Linked DNA regions of Bactrocera dorsalis: region 1 is linked to region 2. The links are chromatin contacts, called in public Hi-C maps. All regions are on one chromosome and are shown on one strand. Each heading gives the region's core, a stretch centred on a gene start, on an enhancer-like site or on the middle of the called end of the contact. The rest is flanking DNA. Distances are from core to core; before and after follow the strand shown. Region 1 holds the start of LOC105230152 (7SK snRNA methylphosphate capping enzyme bin3). Region 2 overlaps LOC105230152 (7SK snRNA methylphosphate capping enzyme bin3).

Region 1 (2,700 bases), core at 38-2,537, 130 kb after region 2:
TCAGTAGCATTAATAATTTTTACAATTGTGTGTTTTCCCAAATTAATCAAGCGTTATCACGTTGTGTTTATTTTGACGCTTATCATGCTATCACTGCTTTATGCACTACATAAACAGAAAGTGTGTGCACAACAAACCCTAAGCCAACTAGCAACTTTTTTCGAAACACTTAAGTAACATACAACATATGTATATAAATACTTACCACTTCCCGTAAAAACATACTCACATACATTATATACACATATACGTATGGGTATACGGAAACGTAATAGAAATTTAAACTTTCCACCAGTGCGCTAAATACGTAACTTTCAGGGGGTGCAGAAAATCTACAAAAGCTCTTTTCACTCTCGCTTTTATTTGTACGAGAGTGAAAAAGTGACTACGCTCTCTACAAAAATTCACTCAATTTTCTCTTTCATTCTCTGCTTCACCTTCTTTTCATACGTTTCCAATTTCATACATTTCATGTACCAATTGCCGTAATATTGCAAGCAAAACAAAAACAAAATACTGAAGAAGAAGCAACAAAAACAAAAACGATGATGAACTGAAGGCCCTACGCGGGGCGTAAAAACAAAATAAATAGACAGCACTAAATTCTAACCAATTCACTCGCACACCCAGCATGAATGCGATAACTACTGAACTTACCTCTTTACTGCGCGATTATTTGTCTTTTTCTAGCACAACATAATAGAAGCACGATTACAAACGTTTCATCGCGCCACTAACTTCTGTGCAAGCGAAATGTAACGATATCCAAAGTCTAGCGCGAAAAATCTGTCACTACAGTATTTCTCTCGCTCACTACAATGTAATAAAAAAGAAAATTTTCACCCAAATGTAATTGTAAGCATACACGGCACTCGAAATCAATTCATACACAATTGCACTAATTATTCACTTTTATTTGGTTTTTTCCTCAATTTTTTGCACTGTTAATTTATTTTAAACGCACATATACATTAGTTAAGAAATATCATAACTCGCCACACATTAATTGTCAAATTGGCATTAAGTTTATTCGCAAGTAACGCTTTGTTGACTTATCAAGTTTTTCATATTCACTTCTAACTTGCGTCTGACCACACGTGTATTTAAAAATTAAAAGTTTTTAGCTTAATATTGACGAGACGACGACTGGAAACAAACTGAATTTTTATTTCAGCTCTAGTCGCTGACTGCCACTGTCTTCAGCTGGTTGTGGTCAAGTCGTTGCCTGCTGATAATACTTTGGCTAAAAGAAAATGGTATGCTGCATGCGATCTGTAACGGGGTTGTGTCAGTCAGTCTCACATGTTTTTGGACCAAAATCGTTTGCCAGGAAAAAGCATGGAAAAAGATGGCTGCCGCTTCGATTTTTGATTACGAATGGAGTTTATATGAGTATGAGCGAAACAGCTGTATTCTCGAATGGAATTTTCTATGGCGAATGCTTTTGTTTTCTCAAGAACAGATGATTTTTGGCAGAGTTGTATTTCATAAAGCAGCATTGTTTACATGAATTTACTTTACCTAAAAATTATGATTATTATTAAAAAAATTAAGATATTTGAACGGCATAAATTAAATATGTTTAAGTGAAATTAAATTAATGATTAATTAATGAATAAAGTGTTTTAAAACTTTACATGAGTTAGCGTCATGAAGCGCCTAGCAATTCTAAATTTGCGGATCATACATAAATTTCGAAGCCAAAGGTTTGGAAGACAGCCAAAAATTTATTAAAAAGAAAATACAAACACAAATCACTTTTACAACAACTTTGTACATTTTTTAGCAATCAATTAATTAATAACATAACTACTCATTTTTGTCATAAATTAATGAATTCATGAAAGTTGTGCACAGGGAATCTGGCAACGTGATTTTACCGGTGAATTACCTTGTTATTGTGTAATTGTGAATGGTTAGTTTTGAGAAAAAGCAGAGCTAGTGAATAAAAGTATACGCGAAATTTCTTCATTCTGCAAAATACACAAATTATACCGTTTTGTCAATTGTTTAGTAAATTACTGTTCAATCGTTATTAAAATAAAGTAAATAGAAATACAAAAACAAAAATGCGTTGATATAGTTTTGGTGTCCGTATGTATTAAATATAGAAAGTTGTGTGCTTGTGATTGTGTTGGCCAAACTGTAGAGCAGTTCGAAGGAAAAACGTATGGTGTTCATTGATACAAATAATTTCATATTGTTGTAACTATGCAGAACATGGATTTGGACGTCGTAGCCGACGTGGTGTTTGTTATTGAGGCCACCGCTGTCAATGGCGCTTACATGAACGAGTTGAAGAGTAATTATATTGTGCCCACTATTGAACATTTCACAAAAGGTTGGCAGGGGGATGAAGGTGAATACCTAATCTCCGAACGGCACGCCACGCAATATGGCATTGTAATATACCGCACTGCTGCAAATTTATTAGATCCTGCCGTATCGACGTACGGGCCATTTGTTTGGCCGAAACAGGTGTTGGAAACAATTGAACAATTGCCATTGGTTGGTGGTGGTATGGATTCTTGTGCAAATATGTGTGAAGGCTTAGCTACAGCGCATTGTTGTTTTGAAGACATGAAGGAACGCCGCTCGCGTCTAATGATTGATGCTTTGAATGTACAACGTCATTGCATATTAATCTGCAATAGCCCACCATATTCTACACCTGTAATGGAATGCTGGAAACATATGGGA
Region 2 (2,881 bases), core at 218-2,717:
GCAAAGTTGCGCGCCACCGTGATTGTCATGTGACCCACATTGCAACCGATATCCAGTATGTCTTTATTTTGGAAGAGCTCCAAGTGGCGCTGAAACACTTGCAGACGCACATCCACCAACTCGTTGAGGTGACGCAGTCCCACGTAACGATCGTAATTGCCGTACTGGTACTTAACGCCGTCGGCACGGAAATTCGGCATTTTCGTTAGCGGCATAATGGCAGTGGAGCTGGTTGACACATTAGCGCTGCTCTTTGCTGCCGCAGTGCAAGCCGTTAAACCATCCTCGCTCGGCATTGTGGTGGAATTCTCGCCAACGCTTGTGTCCATCAACGACTCTTGTTCGCCAGCGGCGACAGAAGTGGCGCCGGAGGTGGTGCTTAACGGGCTGGCGAGTCCCACTTCGGAAATTGTCTCGAGTTTGCTGAAGTCGGGCGTCTCAACGCGCAACATGTCGGCTGTAAATGAAAGGGAGAGCGTCAGTAGTGCGTTTTATTTCGTAATTAATTGGCTTACCTTCGCTCAGTAACGATTTGGCTTCATCCGCTGGACTCAGCACATCGGTTTCGCTGATGGATGTCGAGCGACGCGTGGGCTTGCGCGCACCAGTAGCTGCGAGACGCGGCGGACGCTTCCACGCGCCAGGTTGCGGTACCACGGGGCTGACGATCTTGTCCATGACATCACGGTGGAATTTCTAGAGGATAAAATGGATAATTTTTAAAATTTGATTCACAAAATATTAATTTTTCTAAAATGTAAAAATTATTTGAATATTTTTTTTTATAAAACTACTCAATTAAGTTTTCTCAAACAGCCTGTATTTGTATCGACGCGCTCACAAAAAGAAGCTGTCGATGAAAACAAAAAAGGCGCGATGTAAACAAAATGAAAACAATTAATCACGTCCCCTACTGCGCAGCAACGATAAATATTACATATAAATACGCGCCTTCAAAGCTCACCGACACATATACATACACACGGATTTACGTGGCGAAAAAATGAACTCAAACAAAATGGAACAAAAGCCAAAACGCAGCGCATTGACATCAGCTCCCCCGATTTCCCCATTAACCTTCTAACCGACCGTGCAAACACTGCCCTAATCGCCGCAACAGCAGCCACTTTGTTTACTTTTATTTCGTTATCCACTAACTGTGAGAATGTGTGTGTAGATACTTATTGTATGTGACGCTCTCGCTTACCTTGTTCTTCTGCGAATTATTGCTCTCGCTTATCTTGCGCTTCCTTCCGCCACCGATGCCCATGCCAGCGAGCGCACCGTGCGCGCCCAGCGCGGCCATTGCGTTGCCGCACGTGCTGCCGCTCGCCGTCGACAATGTTGTTGAATTCAATTCCAAGCGCAAATCTCGATTGGCGCGCTCACGCGGCAACAGCAAAGCGCCCACACCAGCGCCACCGATAACAATATCGCCGCCAACAACAACGCCAGCAGCGCCTGCCACTACCTCCACACCACCAACCGCCTTTGTTGCTGTAGCAAGTGTGCCACTTGCTGCTTGCGGCTCTCCGCCAGCGCTTTGCAATGTCTCACCGGCAACGTTTGGTGTTCCAGAGAATGTTGAGTTCACAATGTTGGCGTACTGTTGTTTCACTGGCGATGTGCTTTTGCTCTTGCGCCGCTCAAAACGTGGCTCAACAGCGACGCATGATTTGCCTTCAACAACGGTCTCCAAAAGTGCGCTCTCAACACGCTCTTCCAGCAGTTGCTGCTGCTGCTGCTGATAGCCAGCTGGCGCATTCTCGCATGTGCTCACCACCATTGGCGCGCTTTTGGCCGCGTTGCTCACATTATTGTTGACACTCTCGCCCAATGGCACACTCATGTTGGCGCCGCTGCTCTCTAGCAGCGAAGCAACCGAAAGCGTTGTGGATAATGAAAGAGAAGTTAAGCTGGCGCTGCCTGCTTCAGTGGGCATTGTGCTGTTGGCCAGCGCGGTTGTGTCGCTGTCGCCTAGCGAGGCGCTGCCCACGGACGATTGATACGAGTCGTGACGGCGGCGCTTACTCTTACGATTCTTGCGATGACGATGCTTGGCGCTGTGATGATGTGCGTGTCCGCCACGTGTGCCGCCGCGTTTCATCGGTGATGTTAGTTGCTTTTCATACTCCATGGAATCGACGGGATCGAGCAAATGCAATGGATCACGTATATTGGGCGGTATGATGACCTCCACTTTGGGTGGCGTGGTGATGGGTGACTGACGTGGCGTGGTCGCCGGCGTATTATTGTTCGACGAAGCATTCGAATTTTCATTTTGCAGCGAATTCAAATTGAGCGGATCGGAAATGTTGCCGCCGAGTAAGAATTTGGTGGGCGGTATGATGGTTTCTTTGCGTACACGCTTGTCCGGCAAGAAGAATTTCGATCGTGTGCAACAGAAGTGCAATGAGCTGGCAGCACTGCCTGACTGTGAGCTATTTGTGCTGCCATTGGCAGTGTCCTTGCCGTTTGGGTGGCCGCCATTGCAGCCGTTGACGAGGCAACAATTCGTGTTCGCATTGCCGCCGATGGTGTTGTGTGCCGCGCCAGCGCAAAGCACGTGATGATGATGGCTACCGGTGCCCCTGTGTGTGGAAAGAGAGAGGGGTGTGATTAATACAAGTGGAAAAGAAGTTCAATATTTTTTAGGTTAAGTATTTTCTAATATTTGTATAATTATATTAAAGCATGTATAATACGCATGCTAGGTAACAAATACAACAACAATATACGAAATGAGAAAGAAATTAAAAAAAAAATATATTTTAAAAGAAATGAAAGTGACCATAAAGATAGAGAATCTAACTGTAAGCCAAAATAACACCACATATTGTTGTTGTAGCTGTCTTCTACATAACTTGTTTGAAAAGGAAAA

Evidence for each region. Hi-C and Micro-C count contacts between places; a contact is called where the count stands out from the background.
Region 1: a Hi-C map of whole body shows a contact between it and region 2, with 10 times the contacts expected there. The contact joins the promoter of LOC105230152 here to the enhancer-like site in region 2. A contact is called at or near these places in 2 of 2 Hi-C or Micro-C datasets (both in whole body).

Annotation. Positions count from the first base shown.
Region 1 is chr3:3,050,650-3,053,349 of ASM2337382v1, forward strand. It overlaps LOC105230152 (7SK snRNA methylphosphate capping enzyme bin3), which reads right to left and starts at 1,288. Exons shown (of 10, transcript XM_049452277.1): 1 at 658-1,288. LOC105230150 (mediator of RNA polymerase II transcription subunit 25) reads left to right here and starts at 1,918. Exons shown (of 2, transcript XM_011210757.4): 1 at 1,918-2,700. The coding sequence starts at 2,212.
Region 2 is chr3:2,920,259-2,923,139 of ASM2337382v1, forward strand. It overlaps LOC105230152 (7SK snRNA methylphosphate capping enzyme bin3), which reads right to left. Exons shown (of 10, transcript XM_049452277.1): 6 at 1,208-2,591; 7 at 516-696; 8 at 1-457. Among protein-coding and RNA genes, the nearest start is that of LOC105230153, 6.6 kb to the left of the region's middle. Within about 2 kb of position 1,468, the one cell type or tissue checked has open chromatin away from gene starts, as enhancers often do.